Linked DNA regions of Rattus norvegicus: region 2 is linked to region 1. Evidence: chromatin contacts called from public Hi-C data. All regions are on one chromosome and are shown on one strand. Each heading gives the region's core, a stretch centred on a gene start, on an enhancer-like site or on the middle of the called end of the contact. The rest is flanking DNA. Distances are from core to core; before and after follow the strand shown.

Region 1 (4,825 bases), core at 1,071-3,570:
TTCCCAGGACAAACCATACTGACTGTCAGGGGCTATCATGCTACACAACATGGAATCTTGTTCCTAGGAAACTTGCTGTTACGGCTTTGACTACTTGTACACTTACAAACAACCAGAACGACTGAAATCAAGTGTGAGTACTGGGGCCTGAAAATGGTTTGGGGTTTGCTTTGAGACGGGATCTTAGGTCTACCAGGCTGGCTTCAAACTGATCCTCTTGCCGCTGCCTCTGGGGTACTGGGATGATAGGTGAGCACCTCCACTCCCAGGGGAGCACCACCACTCCCAGGTGAGCACCGCCACTCCCAGGTGAGCACCACCACTCCCAGGTGAGAACCACCGCTCCTCCCAGGTGAGCACCACCACTCCCAGGTGAGCACCACCACTCCCAGGTGAGCACCGCCACCCCCAGATGAGCACCACCACTCTCAGGTGAGCACCTCCACTCCTCCCAGGTGAGCACCACCACTCCCAGGTGAGCACCACCACTCCTCCCAGGTGAGCACCACCACTCTCAGGTGAGCACCACCACTCCTCCCAGGTGAGCACCACCACTCCTCCCAGGTGAGCACCACCACTCCCAGGTGAGCACCACCACTCCTCCCAGGTGAGCACCACCACTCCCAGGTGAGCACCACCACTCCCAGGTGAGCACCACCACTCCCAGGTGAGCACCACCACTCCTCCCAGGTGAGCACCACCACTCCTCCCAGGTGAGCACCACCACTCCCAGGTGAGTACCACCACTCCTCCCAGGTGAGCACCACCACTCCCAGGTGAGCACCGCCACTCCTCCCAGGTGAGCACCACCACTCCCAGGTGAGCACCACCACTCCCAGGTGAGCACCGCCACCCCCAGGTGAGCACCACCACTCTCAGGTGAGCACCACCCCTCCCAGGTGAGCACCTCCACTCCCAGGTGAGCACCACCACTCCCAGCTCATATGGGATCAAGCACAGGGCTCTACCCATAGCAGGCAAGCCCTGTGCCAACTGAGCCATCCCCAGCTCTGCATAGGCCGTTTCTATCTGTAAGGCTTAGCTGCGTAAAAAGGAGCCACTCCGACAGTGATGGGTCACCCAGCTGCTCAGCACCAACACCGCTGCCCAGGTTTGCTCTTTTAATTGTTTTTTCAGAGTTTTCTGGAAGAGATCAAATCTTACTGACATCATTTTTTTTCTTTTTTCTTTTTTTTTTTTTCTCTCTCTTTTCTTTTTTTTCGGAGCTGGGGATCGAACCCAGCGCTTTGCGCTCGCTAGGCAAGCGCTCTACCGCTGAGCTAAATCCCCAACCCCCTGACATCATTTTTAATAGAAATTTCTGTCTCTTCTACATGGGCTCTTTAGAGGACAAGGCCTGTGACATATACAAGTATATGTATGGCCCGTACAGGACACAGTATCTGGTATGTTGTAGATATAGATAGATATATTTTTAAGTTCTCCTCTCAAATACCTCTCACGGAAAGGCCCATCAGGCGGACTGCACCGTTGCCAACTGTACTGTTCAGATGGCGTTGCAATAACAGACAACCTGAACCTTTCAGCGTTTACCTCAACCAAGGTTGACATCTTATGAAACCAATGGCTAAGCTACAGCTTTTCTAAAAACCCTCCTTCATTCTAAGACCCAACAGGAAAGAGAAAGAGAGACAGGGGGCCGTGTTATGACTTTGAAAGCGCCTTGACAATGGTGGCACAGTTCCCTGTACTCATTTCTGCCAGCCCCAGCAAATCTCATAGCCAAGGCTGACGTTAATAGAGCAGGAATACAATCTTTCCACCAGAGTGAGGGATGCCAAAACTCACACGACCGTGCCTGGCAGCATGGGACAGTGCTGTACAATCCTCTAACAGACAGAGACACCAAGACTAGGAATACAAGCAGCACACAGTATGTCATGTTTAAAAAAAAGCAGGAGAGCTGTGTGCTTGGTTGAAGATTTAGCTAAAGGGGGAGACACGCTGAAGGAAGTCTGGACTCGAGGCTTTCCCCAGGACGCCACAGCTGTTTCCAGGTCCCCAGCTTGAGAATCACCCACCCTGCTCTGTGCTTTAGGTCAGCTCTCAGGAGTGTCACGTGGAGTCGTCACAGGAAAACATTTGGCCCTTGGATGTTTTATTCATAAAGATCATATGTCCAAGGGAATACGAGCTAGCCAAGTCAGAGGAAATTAACGAGTATAAATCAAGAAACGCAGGCCGAGCCAAAACGGGAATTTTCAGAAAATGAAGTCATCTTAACCAGTGCCTTGGTTTACTTAGAGGTAGACAGCCAGAGGCTTGGTGAGCCCTGTGGAGAACAAGAAGCAAAGGGCAAAGGGCAAAGGAAAAACAAGGCAGGTACTGTAGGCTGACTCTGGCTGCTGGCTGATTGCATCCAGTATGAACCGGAATGAAGAGCCAGGGAAGAGTCTGGCACCAGCTATTCACAAAGGGACTTAACCATGACCCTTGCTTAACTTAAGCAAGTCTGCATGTCCAGACTTACTTCCAGCATCACCGATAGCACTGGTCTCAAATGGGCACCCAGGCTGCCTATGCTTAATACCTGGTTGTCTCTGGCCAGCAAATTAGCTTAGCTCAAAGAAAATGCCAGACCGCATGCAGACCCTCACATGGAGAAAACATCAGAATTAACTATTGTTTTAAAACTTGACTCATTCCATTAAGTTGCATGGCAGGATCCTCAGCCCATCTCTAAGGATGAGCATAAAAGCCCTGGGTTGTCACATCAACAACAGAGGCTTCTGAGATCCACGCACCGGTAACCGGTCCAAGGGAATCAGGCTTGGACAGGGTCAGGCATGAATCCAAGCTGCCTACGATGTATCAGGTGGCCGAGCATGATACAGCACATGCTGTCCTGGGTAATTCTTTCAAAAGAACAGAAAAAATGCTGTCCTTGGCCAGAAGACAAACTCCTTTCTGAACCCACCATTCTTCACCCAAACACCCACAAGCTAAGGCTTGCAAGTCACGGGCCACGGTGCAATGCTTCCTTTTCAAGCCCTTTAGAGCCGAGCGTGTGTCCCTGTTCAGCGTGCTAGTAGAGACAATCTCTGGGCGCCTTTAAGGACAAAAGAAGGTTCCACAAAGCAAGTTCCGTGGTGTCTTGCTCTCCGGGAACGATTGGCAAGGTTTCCTCCGCTGGGCTTCTCAAAAACACAGTCCAGAAGGCAGGCTCAGAATTGCAGCCTGGCCACAGGCCACAGCTCAGCAGATGCATGCGTTCATAAGCACGTCAAATACAGCACTCCAGGCCTAAATTCACAGGCCTGGCATTGATCTGGGAAGCTAGACACAGGCAGCCCGGTGCCTCCTAGATGGAATTGCTACAACTGTTTTACTGTGGGAACCTGTGCTAGACGCACACAAAGGGACACAGAAAAGGTTATCTTCATTCTCGGAGGAAAAAAACGATCACAAAGGACACCGCAGAGCTAGGGTCTGATAACCCAAGAGTGCTTGGCAGACAACGCACAGAACACATGGATTTGCAGCTGAAGCATCTTTGGACATTCGGTGTACACTGGCTATGGAGACCTAGGTACCAGCCACCACACTTGGTGCCAACAGGAAACAAGAGGTAAATGAAACCTGGCTCCCATCGGAGGATAAAGTACCTGCAGTATTTGAGGAGAGGGCTCCCCCCATACTGGGGAGGCTAAAGACAGCTCAACTGGAGGGAACCATGTCTTCTCAAGGACCAAGGAGCCAGGCAAGCGTAGGCACAAAGAGCGAACACTGGCACCATGCATGTGCAGAGGTGTTCTGCCAGAGGTGTCACTACATGGCACCCCCTTTCCTGGATGCTGAGATTTGAGGGGCTCACAGCTGTTATTTGTCTCTGGAAGTTTTCTTCTGCTGTCCGCAGTACCTCACGTAGATGCGGCTATGGTTTGACTATGAAATGTCCTTCCCAGGCTCGTGGGTCAGGGTCTTCATCTCCAGATGCTGGTATTTTGGATAGGTTCTGGAAACATCTTTAGGAAGTCAAACCCTAGTAGATTGGCAAGGAGGAGACCTGTAGCAATAAGTCTCTGGCCCCTTCGGTCTCTCACGCTGACTCTTGTCTACCATGGAATCATAGTGTTAGCTATCCCAAGTCCCACCCCTTTTAGGCACACCCCATATCCCTGACCAGTGTAATTTTAGTACCTAGTGATGTGCTAAAACATGTATCTATTTTTCATTTTTTTTCAGACAATTACATCACAGTTTAATCATCAGAATCAAGGCAATCACTTTCAAAACTCTCCTTGTGGGAGATTAATCACTTCCTCCGGTGCAGCCACCACCCATGTAATTTAGGGATTCCTCTTTGGGGCTTTGTCCACAGTGTGCTTCCCATGTGCAGCTGAGCATAGTAGCCTCTAGCAACCCTGTCCTTTGAGGTTAGGGAGTCACTCAGAACCATGACAGGTGACTACACCTGAGTATTTGGGAATTCCACAGTGTCCACCTCCAGAGTTGTCCCTGGCTACGTGAGCTCCTCCTCCCACAAGGCTGCTCGAAACCTAACCTAGCCCGGTGGTGGCAAATATTTGCTATGTACAGTGTCTTTTCAGGCCATTTGGATCTTTGCCTGATGAGTAACACAGATATTGATCCATCCAGTTACCAAATATTTATCAGAGAACTTTCCGCATACCCGACAACACACTGCAAGCGAAGCTATAAGACCAAACCAAACAGATTTTTATCCACACAGGGCCCAGGTTCTATTAGAGGCAAATTATCAGCAAATAGACAATAAACGATAGTGCGATGGATGTCACCACACAGACACACCCAGAGTTACCAGAGGAAAGGATACCTGAAG
Region 2 (4,665 bases), core at 82-2,581, 120 kb before region 1:
AGTGGGGGAGGAGACAGGTGTTTGGTGAAAGAGTCCACATAATAGCATTTATCTCTGTCTCCCAACCTCATTAACACCTCACTTGTCTGATCTGTCAGCCATTGCCTTGACTTCTGGTAAAAGGTTAATACAAACTCAACTTTCTGTCAGTCAATGCCTTTTAGGAGACTGATTAAAAAATATATTTTTTGCAAGGTTTTTCTGGAAAGCTCTATTTATGATGACACATTTAAATGGGCAAACACAGTAATTATAAGTTGCCTCTTCTGCATATGCAGGCAAGACCTTCGTAGTCACCACTGCAGCCCTCTCCCACCATCCCCCAAGGGACTTTGCATTCCTGCTTGTTCCGTGACAATACAGGCCATGCCAGGCACAAAGTGTTTGATGCAAATCATGTCCAGGGAGCCACTTGATTATCGGAACTTGTCAAAAATAACTGGAAGCTCGGTCTCTAACACTTAAGAGTCTGAGAGGTAATGTCTCTAGAGAGAAGCAGCAAATGAAGGAATCCAATCAAGAGAACATGACAAGCTCTCAGAGCTCAGTCTAGAATGTTCTTTGTCTATGACTTTCATCATCTTTGTCTTCCAAGGCTGACTGAGTAGACTCCCAGTGTGGCCCCTAAGACTGCTTTTTGAGCAAGGGAGTCATCACAGTGGATACACACGCCCACACTCAACCTATATATCTTCTTGGAAGAGCCTTCTTAGGGGCAGGAGGACAGGAGCCCAATTGGGGCATGGAGAAAATACCAGTGTAAGAACCCCAATTCTTCAAAACAAGTGAGAAGCAAATATGGGAGAACAAAGTGGGCCACCTCCTGCCACCTCCCTGAGCTGGGTCTTTCTAGGATGTTTGGAAACTCTGGGACATAGAAGATACATGTGAATGATGAGTGTACCACACCCATAAGGATCTGGCTGCGAATGCTAGGACCTCTGTCATGTGTGTAGAAACCCATGTAGTATAGCAAACCACAGAAGTATTACATGTTAGCCTAACCACAGAACAACTGCCAAACACGGGTCTGGAAGGAAAGGCTGCTATTTTCCACAAGTTGAGATGTAGGCTGTTTTCTTGCCAGCTTTAGCCCTTGGAACTCACTGAGCAGAGCTTATAAAATCGAGGGGGTTGAGGCAGTGAGGAAGAGGCATAATGGAACAAAGAAGAATGCCTACCAATCACCAAAACTCTCCTGGTGGCAAGAAAGTGGGAAGAAAGCAGGGCCATAAGGAATGACTGGAGATGCATCTCAGGCAGCCTCCTCATAGGATTCAGGATCCAGCCAGATGGTGTCATGGTGCCAAATTCAGAGACAGAGACTAGCCATGTGGCTGCCTCTGCCCTGCCAGACCTGGCTTAGCATGGAGAGCATGCTGATTCATTGACAGACGTAAACTTGGAGTGAGAGAGAAAGATTTATGGGAAATGATTGCACAATATTAGCTCTCCCAAACTGAGGTCTTGTGCAACTCCCAGACTGTTGTACCTACTGCTATTAATTTACATAGCATGTATTTTATGCCTACTCAACTGGAGTAACTAACACCCAGTGATGGGAGACGACAGTAGATTCATGGCCCAGCTGAGCAGGAAGCTCTCAGATTCAGTTTGTATCAAATACTTCACATGGGGCATGACTTGCATTGTTACAGAACAAACAGGAGTATGAAGTCCCTCCAGAGGAGTAAAGGCCACAGTGGCACCAGCACAGGTTTCACCTTCTCATGCAAAAGATGCTATTCATAGTTACTGTCTTTGTCCATTTAGGTATGTCTCTATAAATAGAACTTTCCAGAAACCTTCCTAGCAATTTTCTTTTTATCAGTCTCCTAAATGGTGTTGATGGAGAGGTGAGGTCACACTAACCCTTCACCAGGAAGCCAAGTCACGGGGAGTAAATGAGACAAGTCAAATACTGCCTGGTCTCAGCTCACCTCGCCTACCAACTTCCTCTGCACCAGAGCCCCATGCAGTGGGAGGCGTTGTTTCTATTCCCATTTTGCAGAGGGAAAATATGAAGTATAGTTTCTCTGGTCTCCCAGGAATGCAAGAGCCAAGACTTAAACATCACTACTTTTATCTGTATGGAGTTACTCCACGTGTGTTTCCTCTATTTACTTGTGTACCAGTGCTGTACTAAGCAACTGACAGAGGCCAAAAAGGACAAAAAATTCTCTGAAGATGATTCTAGTCTGAGGGAAAAAGAAAGCACTGTATCTTAACCACATAAGGGCATCCAGAAAATATCAGACTATCAGGTTCTTCTGGTGAGAATGGAGTCAAATGAGGAATTAGTAACCCCCCTTCCCCTGTACTTAAAAAAAAATTAAACTGACCATCATATATATAGACATGTATTAGCACAGAAGCACTGAAAACAGGCATTGAATTTGACCCACACTTCAGGGTGGACACACCTTGGCCCAGGTGGTCTGGCTCTAGAGCAGCTCGTATATCAAAGACTTGAGCTGGGGAAGATATCACACTCAGAGTCTATTCCTAGCCCTCCTGCATTCTCCATACTTCATCTTTTAAAAGAAGAAAAATGATCTCATGGATAAGACAATAATGCTAGACACCCCTCTGCAGAGGTTGCACAACTGAGAACTTTCTGTGCTGGTGATCCACTCTAAGATGCTGTCTCTTCGTTTACAGGATTCTGGATGATTTCATAGAACAACTTTTGTGTTCCAGGTCAGCCCTGTTAAGTTACTTCAGCCTAGTGTGCTTTGCCTATGATTGTTACTTTGCTCTTAAGAAATAAAATAACCCATAATGTAAGAAACACTGTGAGCCAACCCTATTGGGACAAACGTGTAAATCCCAGCTTCTTTAGAGGTAGAAGCAGGGACAACCACAAGCTGGAGACCTGCCCTGGCTTCAGCATGAGTTCCAACCTGTTCTGAATGGCCAGTAAGACCCTGTCTCAGAAAGTCAAAATGAAGCCTGAGGATCTGCCATTGGTGGAACCCTTACTTGTGTAAGGTTCAATTCCTGGGGAATGTAAAAAAGGAAGGGGAAGAAAGAGGCATGGGAGGAGCCTTCCATTTGTTTATTTACTGTCATGTAAAGTATGTAGTTCATGTCTGGTATATGGAAGGTGCCTAATAAACGTGAGTTTTCTTCATTGCCCCTCCAACTCAACCACTTCTCATAAAAGACGCCTTGAGAAAGATAGATTTATCCAACTGATGAGCAGACATGTTTTGAATGTCTGTAGTTTGTAAGATGATAAACCAAGGGTAAAACTGAGTCACAGTCATACTCCTATTTGCATTACTACATTGATATTTGCATTTCTTATAAGTCTGACTTATAAGTAGTTTTTATTCATTTGTCAACTGAGTTGTCTGTTCTTTTCTCCATGATTATACCATAGCTTATCCTTTGTAATATATATTAAATAGATTTTTCCCAAGGTTAGGGGTTTATTATGCATGTAGCCCAGGCTAATCTAGAACTAGCAATCCTCCTGCCTTCAACCACCCAAGTGCCAAGATTGCACATATATGCTATCAGGTCCACCTTTTAATTTAGATGGACCAAACAGGTAAAGACATTGGCCACCAAGTGTGAAGATCTGCTCTGATTTCCATCCCCAGGATCACCATTGTGGAAGGGCAGAAACAACTCCTGCAAGTTGTCCTCCAATAGCCACAAGTACACAGTATTACGGGAGCACACCTCCACCCTTCCCAGCACAGTCCATCCCCACAGAAAACACACAAGTAAATGTAAAAATTATAATGACCCATTTTAAAGCTGTATTTAGGCTACCTTGATTAAACTTTAAGGAGCCATTGTTGTATTTACATGCAGTTGTAAGAAATAATACAGACCCTTTACTCAGTTTCCTCTGATGACTGCATCCTTTGAAACTGTGTCACAGCACGTCACAGCCAAGCTACTGATGCGATTCCTGGTGTTGCTCTTCATCCATGGCTACACTCTCTTATTATGTCTCTCCTCAAAATCCGTGACCATGGAAACCACTAATCCAGCCTCAATTCCCGTACATTTGTCATTTCAAAACAATGTTGTAGAAATGAAATTGTGGGGTATGTAATTTGGGGTTTGATGTTTCATTTCGCTCTGATTTTCCCCCCTACTCTGTGTAGTCCTGGCGACAGATGCAGGTTGCCTCCTGAATCTTTGGCTTCATCTGCTTATTACTGAACACAGTTCTGTGTCCCAGGTGTAGTTTTGTTTGCCCGTGGATATTCACCCGTGGATATTGCCATGAGACTTTGTTTATTTTGCTACATGGAGAGGTGTGTGATGATGTCTCAGCGTGGCTCTGAATTTCATTTCTCCAGTGGCTGCTAATGCGGACACCTTCATATGTGTTTGCTGTTCTTTGTGTGTTTTCTGGGGGCAATGTCCTCCTGTTTTTTGACACAACATTTGAGTTCTATACAGTTCAGTTTTGAGACTTCAGATATCAATCATTTTTCAGACGTGTGTTTTGTAAACAGAGACAGAGACACCATGGGCCCAAAATAGAAGCTGTGGTATCTTCTTTTTAATTTATCTTAAAACTCTGTGTGTGTGTGTGTGTGTGTGTGTGTGTGTGTGTGTGTGTGTGTGTGTGTGTGTGTTTTGTGAGTCTATGTGTGTAACTGCAGTGCCCACAGAGACAAGAGAGAGCACTGGATCTCT

What was found. A called contact is a pair of places that touch in the nucleus more often than the background predicts.
Region 2: a Hi-C map of liver shows a contact between it and region 1, with 2.2 times the contacts expected there. The contact joins two enhancer-like sites.

What each region holds. Positions count from the first base shown.
Region 1 is chr15:58,369,411-58,374,235 of GRCr8, reverse strand. No RefSeq gene overlaps it. Among named protein-coding and RNA genes, the nearest start is that of Serp2, 59 kb to the right of the region's middle. Within about 2 kb of position 2,320, at least 17 of the 93 cell types and tissues checked have an H3K27ac peak or open chromatin away from gene starts, as enhancers often do. A contact at or near this core is called in liver, where this site is marked.
Region 2 is chr15:58,486,462-58,491,126 of GRCr8, reverse strand. All of the region lies in intron 1 of LOC102546462 (a long non-coding RNA gene), which reads right to left. Among named protein-coding and RNA genes, the nearest start is that of Serp2, 180 kb to the right of the region's middle. Within about 2 kb of position 1,331, at least 10 of the 93 cell types and tissues checked have an H3K27ac peak or open chromatin away from gene starts, as enhancers often do. A contact at or near this core is called in liver, where this site is marked.